Linked DNA regions of Mus musculus: region 1 is linked to region 2. A link is a contact called in public HiChIP or PLAC-seq data. All regions are on one chromosome and are shown on one strand. Each heading gives the region's core, a stretch centred on a gene start, on an enhancer-like site or on the middle of the called end of the contact. The rest is flanking DNA. Distances are from core to core; before and after follow the strand shown.

Evidence for each region. HiChIP or PLAC-seq counts read pairs in DNA pulled down with a chosen protein or histone mark.
Region 1: an H3K27ac HiChIP or PLAC-seq map of hepatocytes shows a contact between it and region 2, with 4 times the contacts expected there. The contact joins the promoter of AW495222 here to the promoter of Bhmt2 in region 2. A contact is called at or near these places in 5 of 39 promoter capture datasets (embryonic stem cells, hippocampal neurons, liver and 1 more), 6 of 484 Hi-C or Micro-C datasets (embryonic stem cells and liver), 3 of 115 datasets of contacts at active chromatin or transcription factors (embryonic stem cells, hepatocytes and kidney) and 4 of 9 other capture datasets (adipose tissue, embryonic stem cells, liver and 1 more).

What each region holds. Positions count from the first base shown.
Region 1 is chr13:93,716,974-93,723,461 of GRCm38.p6, forward strand. It overlaps AW495222 (expressed sequence AW495222), which reads right to left and starts at 2,202. Exons shown (of 3, transcript NR_045086.2): 1 at 1,911-2,202. It overlaps Dmgdh (dimethylglycine dehydrogenase precursor), which reads left to right. Exons shown (of 16, transcript NM_028772.3): 13 at 582-739; 14 at 3,586-3,645.
Region 2 is chr13:93,671,598-93,678,128 of GRCm38.p6, forward strand. It overlaps Bhmt2 (betaine-homocysteine methyltransferase 2), which reads right to left and starts at 2,705. Exons shown (of 8, transcript NM_022884.2): 1 at 2,641-2,705. The coding sequence starts at 2,673. Dmgdh (dimethylglycine dehydrogenase precursor) reads left to right here and starts at 2,839. Exons shown (of 16, transcript NM_028772.3): 1 at 2,839-2,935; 2 at 5,438-5,606. The coding sequence starts at 2,850.

The DNA.
Region 1 (6,488 bases), core at 952-3,451, 45 kb after region 2:
TTACCCATTGAGCCATTGTGGGCACCCTACCCGGCCCCAGACCTCCAGCGTGTGCTTTTTAAAAATGTGAATTCCGGGCAAACTTGGATCTTCGTGCTTACCCACATGATAAGTACTGTCTGAACTTGCTCCTCACCCTCTTTAAAGTTGTTATTTTGTTGTGTTTTATTTTTAAACAGTGTCTCAGTAGCCAAGGCTGGCCCTGGGCTCACAAACCTCTCTCAGCTTTCTGAGTGTCGGGATCACAGATGCCCTCCCATACCCAGACGAACCCTGTGAAAACATGTGTTAGTTGTTTACTACCGTTGCCCTGGAAACTTTGGAGGCTCGTATGGGGCCAGGGTCCGGGCTAAAAAGTGAATCTGACTGCTCTCTGTGCAGGAGTCTCTCTGTGCAGGAGTCAGGCTTACACACAAATGGTCACTGAACTGACTGCTCCTTGTGAGCTGTTCTTTTAAAGACCACCAAAGGTTGCTTTGTGCTGGTGGGGTTTTCTCCTACACGTGTTAGTTAATGGATGTGAGCGCAGGCCCTGCCAGCACCACTCTCATGCCTGTGTGGGCCCTGCCTGTGCATTTCAGGTGAGCTGGGCTGGGAGCTGTACCACAGACGAGAAGATTCTGCGACGCTTTATGAGCGCATCATGAGTGCCGGCCAGGAGGAGGGCATCGGCGACTTTGGAACTTACGCCCTGAACGCTTTGAGACTGGAGAAGGCTTTCCGAGCCTGGGGCTCCGAGGTTTGCATGCTAGCATCCTCACTAACGGATGCTTACCTTACTGTATCTAATGTTGGGAGACTAGTTTTCATAGCATTACTACTATCAGTTCCAGCTAGAAGAGAAATCAAATGCCATTAAATGACTTTGAGTAGGGAAAGAACTCCCCTGCCTCTCTGCTTTCCAGATGAGCACTGACTGGGTTTGGGGGTAACGTTTATTCTGCCTTAATTCCCCCTGCTTAGTGGTGAACCCCAGACATTTTCTGGCAGGCACACGCCAGAGGATCTGAGTATCACCTCTCACATCCTTGCTTTCCCTCTGTTACGTTTCATTTCCCTCTCACAATCATCCTTAGGCGAACTAATGTCCTTTTCTTTTGAGGGACAGGGACAGTGGTCCCGTGTGTGTGGGTCTAGTCTTCCCCACCAGTGGGAATCAAGAGCTTCTCTGTGTACAATTGTTAACCACTTACACAACATTTTTATATGCATTGATTCTGCTTTGCTTCTGTCTTAGTTTCCTTCCTGTTTCTGTGGGGGAAAAAAATACCCTGACAGAAGCGAATTCAGGGAGAAAGGGTTTCTTTCAGTTCACAGGTCCAGGTTACAGTCCTTCAGAGTGGGGAAGTCACAGTGACAGTGGCTTGAGAGAACTGGTCATGTCACATCCATAGTCTAAAATGATTGCAAGCCCCTGGACAGCTGCTAACTGGCTTCCTGCACTTTACCCAGGATCCCCTGCCCAGGGAATGTGGTGTCCACAATTATGAAGGGTCTTCCCACATTGACTGTTGTCATCAAGATAAAGCCCCTATGCGCGTTCCCAGAAGCCCTTGTTCTATGACTTAGCTTTACCACGACTCTTATTTTGCATACATTCACTGGGTTCATTGAGCCCCCAACATCCAGATTCCTGTGACCAGGGTCCTATTTACCTTGTGGGAGAAACAAAACCCTAACTTTTACAGAGAACTGACGTTTTAGGGGCCATTGTAAACATGAGCTTCCGAGTGGGGACTCTGGGGTTTAAATCTATCCTTTACTTAACTCTTGGCTGGCTGGCCTGCTCTCTTATAAAATGGAGTATTTATCCTAAAGAATCAGCGCAGACGTAGAGATGGTTAGTAATGAGCCGAACAAACACACTATACAGTTAATTTCTAGGTTAACCTGAGAGCTCAGGTACTTACCCTTGGGCCTTCTCATTGATGCAAGCTTGCAGGAAGCCGGTCCTGCCTGCTGCAGCGAACTCAAGTTTACAGCCAGGACTCAGGCAAGGCCAGCTGCCCTCAGAAAACAAAACAAATTTGTCCCCATGCTCAGGAAAAAGGACAGAGAAGCCACCCCTTGAGAGTTAAACATCGCTGTATTCTAGCCTCAATTTTTCTGATGTTTTTGGTTTTTTTGTTTTTCCTTCTGCTTCCTCTCCCTGGGCTCCATTTTAGGGTCCTCTTTCCCAACAGTGCCAGAGCGCCCTCTAGTGCAGAAACATCGGCGAAGTCGCTCTGTTTCCCTGAAAAAAAAAATCTCTAATTTTGGCAGACTGAAAAATAATTTCAGAGTAACTCAAACTAATTTAGGAAATATGAGAACACTTTTATGTGGTGTAAAGTAGTCTTACGTTTATCTAGTTTATGTCGACTCTTTGGGAGGTTAGAGCAGGCAGTTCTCATTCCCATAAAGAAATGAACAACAAAAAACCCGACTTCCAGAAAGGTCCTCTGCTCATTAACACTTAACTGAGTACATCGAGGTATTCTGTTCCCATTTCTATACATTTAGCAGTTCCTCCTGAGTTCATCTCTTTCATTTCCCCTCAGTTCTCATCGTATAAATTAGAATCTTCAAAAACCCCTTAAAAACAAAACAGTGATAAAAACCCCCTAACTTCATTCAGGTTTAGAACTAAATATTGGATTTCCCCTGAATTGATGCATCCTATCTCGAGTCAGCTAGTTCTGAGCTTTAATCCTCCCTTCCCGTTTTCTTTCTAGAACTCTGCAAAAGCCAGTGTTCTGTCACCTGCTTTCCCCTCTTTACCCCCATTCATGGCTAAATGCAAGCTAAGCAAAGTTACTTGTTACTTTTTTAAAAACACAATTATGTAATTAAAATTATTACATAACATACATGAGATTCTTGTTTGTGAAACACCATGTACTAGCCTTCAAATATTTATTAAGGTAAAAGATCGGAGGCCAGAGAGATGGCTCAGTGGTTAAGAGCACTGTGTGTGCTTCTCCTGCAGAGAAGCAGAGGTCAGTTCCCAGCATCCTCGATGGGCAGCCCCGTTACTTCAGTTCTGGGAGAGCACACCTGCACACACCCACACGCAGACATGAACACATACATGTACACGCAATGAAAACAGATAAATTCATTAACACCTTTAAAATAAAAGAGCAGTGGAAACCAACCCAATGTTCAGTCTCTGTGTTTGCCATATTTAAAAATAACAGCATTTGCCAAAGGCTTCATTTGAATGGAAAATACTGCTTCAGAGACTAGTCCATAATTGGTCTTTTAAAGAATCTTTACTCAAAAACCATCCAGTGTCCTTAATTCTGGGGAGACTAATATAAGAAAGTGATGTCTCTGTTTCTATCATTGTTATGCATCAGCTCAAGGTGGGAGCCAGTGTTTGCCAGTATTTGCTGAGTGAAGGTAATGGGTTTGTTTCTGTTTTAGTAATCTCTTCATCTCCCCTCGCCCTGTACTTGCTGGGAGTGGTGGTGAACTCCTTTAATCCCCTACCTGGAGGAAGAGGCAGGCAGATCTCTCTGAAGTCCTTTTAAGGACAGCGCAGTTCTTCAGTGAACCAAATTAGCAGGCTCACCTGGGATTCAAAACCTGTTTCCCTTCCAGATGAACTGTGACACAAACCCCTTGGAAGCTGGGCTGGAATATTTCGTGAAGCTGAATAAGGTATGTTTACGTTCCCCAGGGTGTATGAAATGAATGTGAAGGTGATGGCAGTGTTTTACGACAGAGCCACGCTTTCTTTAAAACTTAGCCAAGTGTGACTACAGAAGAAACGAGTTGAATATAAATACTAAACATGGCTTGATGCTCCGTGTGAATTATCCGCCGTAATTTGATCAGCTTCACTGTGGAAGAGCCTGGAGACGTAAGGCAGCAGAACTCAACTTCTTTAAGGGTTAAGACTTAAAACCCAAGGCGCTGGAGAGATGGCTCAGTGGTTAAAAGCACTGACTGCATTTTTCAGAGAACCTGGGTTCAAGTCCCAGCACCCACGTGGCACCTCACAATTATCTGTAATCCCAGTTCCAGGGCATCCCACACCCTCACACAGACATGCATGCAGGCAAAGCACCGATGCACATAAAATTTTTTAAAAATAGTTAAAAGAAGACTAAAACCCAAGGTGAAAGTTAGTAAAAATCACAAGATGATTAACAGATTTCAACAGGCATCTTTATAGAAATTGTGCTGCATGTATGTTGTGTGTGTATCAGCCACCCCTGGTGGCTGGTGAGGTTGCGCGTCAGCTAAGCAAGCAGTAAGGACATTGACTTTCCCTGGATGCTTAAAGGATAGAAGAGCCTCGCCACATTGGGTTAAGCAGGGGTTTATGATTCAGTTTTGCGTCTAATGATAACATCTAAATGTAAACACAAGATGTGTTTCCAACGTGCCCAGTACCAAGTGTGTATTTACTGAGGAGGCCAACACAGGTCCAGAGAACTATTATTCACATCGATATGCCAAAGGGACACTCTACATCAGTGGTCCTCAGCCCACCAGGCTCAGTCTCATCTGTAAACTTGTTAGAAATGTCAATTCTCAGGTCCAACCCTAGACTCACTAAAAGCAGAATTTCGGGGAGCCTGGACAACAAAGCTGTGTTTTAATAAACCCTACGGGGGTTCCTAAGAGTCGAGAAACCCCACCGGTGCTGCATAACTACTGTGGAAACTTATATCATTGGAGGCCATTTCTTTGTGGCCCTGCCCGTTGGAGCCAGCCCTACACATGGAAATAAGGTCATGCCACTGAGCAGTGCTTCAGAGCTTCAGAGTCACATGAAAGAATGTAAAAGGACTTGCCTAAGTAGGTGATGGTGGCAAGGTTAGGAGGAACAGCTGCTGTCAGGCTACTGGTTAGGATTCTCCAAATACACCGCCATGTTTCTGAGCTCTAGGCTGGTTTCCTCTCCCGTGGGAATATGTGAGCTTGTGTCTATAAATCGGGCTATGGGAACTTTTTTAATGCTTGGCATCAGCTCCCAAATTCCCAGCTGAAGTATTAACAGGAAATGTGTGTACTTGTTGTGCTTGACTTCGGGGGGCAAGGACCCCATTTAAAGAATTCTTAAAGGAATCCATCTTTCCTGTGCATTTTCCCTGGCTTTTATTTTTATGATGTGCCATCTGTCTCTAGATGAGGGAAAGCAGGTGCTTGGAATTTGAGCAGCTCCTAGCAGCAGATTGCTCCTTGTGGTGACAGAAGTCTGAATTTGACTGTTTAAAATAAAGATAAAAATGTCTGACTCCTCCAAGCACCTAGCTCTCTGCTGCCGGCCCCAGGAGGGATCGGTTCTTCGGCTTCTGTGTTCTGGATATTACTGTGGGAAGGAGGTCTCAGTGAGTGATGTCTTCATACGGAAATGGATGCTTTAAGATGTTCTTTATGACGATCAGCAGGTGCACATGTGAATTTATTAGATCTTTTAAATGATATAATCAAATAACCGAAACTGAGCTCCAAAGCAAATTGTTTAAAAGATGCTAATTTTGACTGAGGACATGTTTTTGGATGCTGAATTGTTGGTTCTTATTCAGGTGTCAAAGAGTTAGTTCTTGATGACTGTGTTGGATAAATAGAGAGCCCAAGGACTTGGCCCTACCTACCTACCTAGGCTGGGTCTTTTCCACCATGGGATGAAGTCAGATGGTTGCTATCAACCTCACAGGAGAGAAGATACTGCTAATTTCTCAGACAAGAGACTAGATTCGATTGACAGTTGTGACACCCTGCTGGTGGTGTCACAACTTTGTCATAGCTTTGCAATCTATGATGAGAGACAGCTTCCTGGAAATAAATACTGTAACCTAAGCTATATAACTTGAGAAGTCAAGTCCTGTGCCTATGAGCCAAAACTGTTACTCAGACATTTAACGTACAGAAAGATGTCCCTTTCAAAGCCTGTTGGACGGTGTTCTATAAGATTTAAAAGGACAGTAATTACCAAAACCCACGTTGCTTTGGAAAATAGATGCCAGGCAGAAGCAGAGGAGAATACAGGGTAATATTTGGTTTTGATAGTGAAAAAAAAATGATAACAACTTTAGAATTTTATTGAAACCATTTCTTCCCTTTCTTTATCCCCAAAGTTAATAATTAGAATCTTTCCCTAAATCCTTAAATGCTCAACACGTGACAGCAGCCATAGTGAGAAGATATGGAGAGGTAGCTGTCAGAGTGGGGAGGGGTTAGGTGGGATGGGACTTGGCATTCCCTCTGCCTTTGAGGGTGGGAGCAAGTCACAGGGAGGTGACACCACCTGAGGAAGAGCATCCCTTTAGGCCAAGTCTGAAGTTGAGTGTGACACCTCGTCACCTGTCACTTTCGACCACAGTCCTCTTTCCTATGGGCTTAGTGGTCCTGACACTCTACCCTGGAACTCCATAGACTGTCTTATAAATCGAGACACACACACACACACACACACACACACACACACACACACACACACACATGCACAGCATGGTTGTATGCCCATTTTCAGGAGGAGCATGAGGGAGAAG
Region 2 (6,531 bases), core at 1,455-3,954:
TTAACGTCATTTCAAACTTTAAGAATGGCAGCCTTGTTTTTCTGCTGAAATTATATCTAAGAGTGTTTCAGAAGACATTATAGCATGGTTTCTGGGCAATCAAAATACCTGTCTTGTGCAACCAAGGAACTATGGGAACTGTTTTTCTCAACTAACACTTTCTGGGTCAAACTCTACTGAAAGGGCTGATTAACTTGACAGTCATGTTAGTTTTTCATGTCTGCTTTTCTCTGACAATGTATTAGGGTTTGGGGGTACAATATCTTCAATTTAAACCCCCAAACTCACAAGCTCCCTGGCTGTTCCGCATGGCCTCGTCACACTGCTGGCCAGTGAGTCAAGTGGAAGCCATCTTGTTTCCCTTTTCCCTTCTGACTGGAATGTCGTTATGACACCCAGGTACAGGGCCATCCTGTAGCTATGGTATCCTTAGCTACATGTGATGTCAGGTGGAGCCAACTGGTGCTGCGGTTTTCAAGACACCTACAGTAGCCACAGCAGTCATGTGTGGCCCACATTTTCATCAGTTTGAGAATCAGATTTAAGAGTGCACATAACAGTCCTTGAGGGGAAAACGGTTACTCTAGTGTTCTAGCTTAGGGCCCTTCTTGACAGGGAGAGTCAAGTAGAGAGGTGGTGAATTCCCTGTGGCAGTCCTGTCTTCTCATTCATTTCCAGTTTGGGCAGTACACCTATTGAGCGGAGAGTGAGGGCCTGGGGTTTCGTACACCTCCCTTCTGACTATATCAACCTGGACAACACCTCTGGATTTACCATCTGCACTCAGGGTGAGGCTGTTGATCCTCAGGGAGGCCATTTGCCCCAAGGGAGGCAGTTACAGAGTCAGTCGGCCTAGAACATCAGCCGCCATCTGCCATCTGCCCGGCTTCTCTGGCAGGGCAGCGTCCATGGTTTGAGGAATGGGGTGTGGGCATCAGCTGTCCAATTGCACAACAGCAGTCAAAGTCACTGGTGACCTGTCAGCTGAGGAGAGACAGAACCCTCCTTCTCTTCCAGGTACACATTAACAGGGCCACCATGTGATAATTGTGCTCTTTCAGGAGCAGAGTCCCCAGAGGAACAGGGACAGAATGCTTTCAAAACCTTTCTTTGGACTTTTTGTTTCTTTGTTTGAGACAGGGTCTCACTAAATAGCCCTGTGTAGCCTGATATAAACCAGGTTAGCCTCAAACTCAGAGACCTATCTGCCTCTGCTGCCTGAATGCTGAGATTAAAGGTGTATATCATTACACTGGCCCCATAAAAAGTGACTTATCCAGGAGTGGCGGTGCAGCCTTCAATCCCAGCCCTTGGGAGGCAGATGCAGGTGGATCTCTTTGAGTTTGTGTCTGGCCTGCTATAGAGAGAGTTCAACGCAGGGCTACAGAGTAAGACCCTGTCTGAACAGTAAAAATCTCTTGTAAAAATTAAAATTAAAAAGTGAATTATAGGGGTCACTAGATGATTTATTGAGTAAAGGTATGGGCTGTCAAATACTACAACTGAGTTCAGTCCCCAGTAGAATTTAATCCCTGGGTCCCATTTGTTAGAAGAGGCAAACCTACATCTGCAGATTGTTCTTTGACCTCTACAGGCACATCATAGTGTGCACATACCCATACAGATACACAATACATAAATGCACACATAAATTTAATAAAATTAATTTTTAAAAGTGAATTATAAAAAAAATGACCATACAGAATCTCAGATGAAGGAAGCAGTAGTGTTCTTCACATTTAGAAGAAGAAAGTCTTTTTATTAATTTCACTTTCTACACTTTAGCTTCTATCACTAGAGAGCATCTCTTCTTCCGACCCTGACTGGTTCTCCATCTGTGTGTGGGCAATTACTGTCGCACAGTTAGGGTGGATCTGAGACCTCTCAGTCCTCTCTCACTTGGAGCTGTTAATGGCTGACTAACAACTTAGCAAGAGATTGAACCCTGGGCTTTACTAAGATCACTATCCTATGCCACCTCTGTTCCCAGTTTCTCAGCATTCAGAAAGCAACAGTACCCCAGGCCTCTGAATTATGTGTTCAGGTGGGCTGTTGGGGGTGGGGGGTCCTGGGAGGCCCCTTTTCCTAGTTCACACCTTTCTAGTTGTTTGACTGTCCCTTGCTGCCACAAGAAGTCCTCAAAGCTGTGGGAAGCTGCCATGGGGAAGAGCCAGTGCGCGTGTCTGCTGAAGGCAACAGAGTGGACCCCCACACCCACCCCTGCGAACTGCATGGTAGCCTTGCTTCCCCGGCAGGTGTGAAGCCGCAGGTGGAGGTTGATGCACTTACAAACTCATGGAAACTGACAGGAACACCGGCAGACGAACCCCCTGGGGATGCTGCCTGCGTGCCCTTAAGCAAGAAAAAGGATCCCTCTTCTGTGAACACTGACTCTGAGCAGGTCGCCTGACTCTCCTGGGCCTCAGTTTCTTCACCCGCTAACTGGGGATACCAGGGAACGCAGAAATTCTGAGCTGGGTGAGGGCTCCAGGAATGCTAATCCACACGCGATCTAAACTGAGGCTCTGGACCGCCCAGCCCCCTTGCTGAGCTAAGTTAAGACCTTAGGTTTTGTTTAGTAGCTGAAGCAGGATTCGAACTCCTCGAAGAAAGGAAGAAAGCGACTTGACTGACACTCACCTTCTTGGCTCGAGTGCTTCCAGCTGGTGCCATGTCGCCGCCGCTGTACAGGCGCGGGTCCCGGTGGCACCGGTCCTGGAGGCGCTGCGCTGCTGGAGCCCGCCCCTCCGTGGGATGACCCATCCCCTCCCCCAACCCCCACCCCACCTCCACCCTCTCTACCTCCCTCCTAAGGCCGGGATCTGTCCATGCTCCACTGCCACCTCGCCATGCTCCGCCCGGGCGCGCTGCGGCTGCGGGGCCTCGCGCTGCGGGGCTCCCCCAGGCGCCCAAGCTCCGCTGGCCTCCGGGAAGGGTGAGTACCCGATGGCTGCCGGGTGGGAAGAGGAGCAGGGCAGGCTTTCTGGCTCCCAGGAATGGGCTGGGGTTCTCCTGGAATTACCTGCTAACTACCAGGTAAAACTGTCTCTCCGACTCCAGCCCCCTGGCCTGTCACCAGCGGGCAGTGTGTGCAGGTCTGGGAGAGTCTGCTGTTTCTTGTCTCTGGTGCATCTGTGTCTTGGTGGTGGTTATCATTGTTTTGTATTTAATGATTAATATGTCCTCGAGATTATTCTATACCAGGGTGTATCGATTTGCCTTATTCTTTTTAATGGCTGCATAGTTTTTCATTTTATCAATACTTTATATTATAATGAAGCAGTCTACTCATTAATATTTAGACTGCTTCTGGTTGGTTGTTACCGCTGAGAACGTGAATCAGACATTCTTAATGCAAATATGTTTGGACAATATGGGAGTCTGTTTTCGTTTTAAATCATTTTTTTCTTTTTCTTTTCTTTTTGTTTTCAATTTAAAAAAAAAGAAAATTGTTAGGGAAACGGTTAGGTTATTTGAAAGTAAAAGACAGCAAGGTTCCTGTGAAATTTGAATGCCCCTGCGGTGGGTGCTTGTTTTCCATGTCTTCCTGGGCATCTAGAGTAGGATTGTCAAATTGCATTCCTGTGAGAAGATATTTTCCTTTAGTGTCTGTCTGTATGCATCTTTGAAGTTCCTGTCCTGACGTTATTCCTGACGTCATCCATGGTGGCAAGGTGAGGTTTCTGTTCATAGAGTAACTCAACAAACACTATTGTGAGCTGACTCAGTCTGCATTTTACGTTCTGTGGTCTGCAAGAACAGTTTTTGAGTTGCAATCCAGTTTCACTGCAGATTTTTGACATAGTGCTTATGGTGAGTGGGTGGGCTTATTCCAGGTACTGGGAACACAAGGCCCACAGAACTGCAGTTCTGGCTCCCTTAGGACTCAGCAGCTGCCTGCTGCCTGTTGAGTACAGTTTCTCTCAACAAATACAGGATGTTGGCCAGTCTCACAGGAGCGCTGCAAACGCAAGCGAGGTAGTGCACAAGAGCGATTTGTAAGCTATAAAGCATCACAATTAGGACACTGCATCTGATACAGAAGGAAATAGAGAGCGTGCATCTTGGGTTAATTTGTATAAAACTGACTAGACAGTGCTTATATACATATGGCATTTGCATATATTCTGAAATATTGAGAGTAATCGCAGATGACATTTCTTTTTTTTTTTTTTTTTTTTCGAGACAGGGTTTCTCTGTACAGCCCTGGCTGTCCTGGAACTCACTTTGTAGACCAGGCTGGCCTTGAACTCAGAAATCCACCTGCCTCTGCCTCCAGAGTGCTGGGATTAAAGGTGTGCGCCACCACGCCCGGCGGAAGATGACATTTCTAAGAACTGTAAGACAAGCTGGCTGTAGTGGCAAAATCCTAAAAGCCCAGAATTCTGGAGACTGAGGGGAACAACGTCAACCTCAAGGCCATCCTAGGCTACATAAGATACAGAGTGACCCTGTCTCAAAAACCAAAATGAAAATGAGATCATTCTAAGAGTTCTTCCTTACAACTTTTTGGCCAGTGTGTCTGAATACACAGTCACACCCCATGTTGTTAAACCTGTGCAGAACATGTGAGTTTCTTGTCTGACAAATTATGACTGCAGATTAGAATTTAGACATCAAGATACTCAACAACTTAACGTTTGTCAGATAAACATATCATGTTTTCCCAAATAAGGAGAAATAAGACAGACACAGCATGTCAATTCCAGGGAAGGTTCCACCTTAAAACTTATTTTTAAACATGCAGTGGTGTGCACGCCTTCAATCTCAGCACTTAGGAAGCACAGGCAGGTGGGTCTCCCTGAGGTCCAGCCTGGCCTACAGAGCAAATTTTAGGACAGCCAAAGCTACCCAGAGAGACCCTGTCTTGAAAAACTAACCAACAACAAAAAACCTTATCCTTAAAATGACAGCTTTTAGATTTGGTGTCACTGACTATGTGATGGAGAATCTTCCCAGAATTCTATTAATTTGTACTGTGACTTTCTATGTTAGACACCAATGAAATGAAGAGATTGGTGACTGGCAGAAAAGGAGGGCTGGCCAGCAAGTCCTAGGATCCCCTTGTCTCGGCTATCCCAACACTGTGATTACAGACAGGAGCTACAGTGTCCAGCTTGGTTTGCATGGATTCTTGGCGTTAAATTCAGGCCCTCTTTGCCAGTTGAGCTGCAGTCGCAGCCCCAGAATGTGTTTTATAAATGAGAAAAAACAATGCCTAGATCGAGAAGAAGCCGCTGCAGCCACTGCTACTGCTCATTTCCTTAGCTACAATCAGTGTGGGTCATCCAGTCAGAGGTCAGACGCCCCAGGTTTCTATGTGCAAATTGTAGCCTGTGGTTGTGGCGTTCCAGAGACTGGCAGGGGAGGGAATCAGACCCAAACTGGACCTGGTATCTCTGAGTGAGTCACCACTGTTAAAAACACCGTCTTCCAGACAGGAAAGCCCAGCCTCACCCCCAGAATGGAAGGACAGAGCAGAGACTGTGATCATTGGAGGCGGCTGTGTGGGCGTGAGCCTGGCTTATCATCTGGCCAAGGCTGGGATGAGAGATGTGGTCCTGATGGAGAAGTCGGAGCTCACCGCTGGCTCTACCTGGCACGCAGTAAGGAGAGTACCCCAAACTGTTCTGTGCCCTGAACCGGGCACCAGGCCTCCCCATTCACAACCCCCCACAGAGAGCTCTTCAGAGGATGGGACCCCCTCACCTCACCAGAAAGTGTCCTGGCATGCTTCCAGGAAGTGGAAAATCGTTATTAGGATGTCTATTATGTTAAACACGTGAACACGTGAATTCTGGATTCTGATCCTGGTTGTTGTTGTTGTTTGTTTTTGTTTTTTGTTTTTTTTCCATTTTCTACCCCTGTAACTTCCAGAAAGTTCGCTCTGTTTCCATTTTCTGAGTTTGTAAATGGAGTCTCACCCGGTAGCCAGCATGTGTCAATGTTCTTGTGAAGCAGCATGCTGGAGAATGGCTTAGATTAAGGACTGATATGGCTCCCATACTGTCAAGAGGGATGGGGAAGGAAGGATTCGGTGATTGCAGACAATACCTGTGCGCATGCGCACACAGACACAATGCATGCGCGCAAGCACAAATGCACACATACACGCTGAAGGTCTTGACCTTACTGGCTATCTCTTTCCACAATTGGCTTTCCTATAGTTAGAAGAGGAAAAGGAACTGTCTCCCAGGGCCTTTTGGTGCTTAGCATACACTCCCAGCATGGGCCAGGTGTCTGGATAGGAATGGTAGTCAAAGCTGAATGCCCAGTGCCTCCCAGACCCAAGCTCTGTTGGCTGCAGGCTCACAGTTCCACAGACAGCCCACGCACACTGGTTAGCCAGTGCTCCTAGAAAAGCAGTCAAGTCCAGCTCCTCTCCCTCCCACCCTTCATTCTTGGTGTGGGAGAGAAGATGGGCACCTCCCATCACCTGTGTGTACCAGTCTCCCCAGCATAGGTGTCTCCTTTCACTGGTTCCCCTCTGACTTCCTCCTGCCTGCAGAAGCCACAGTTCTCTAGGCCCTG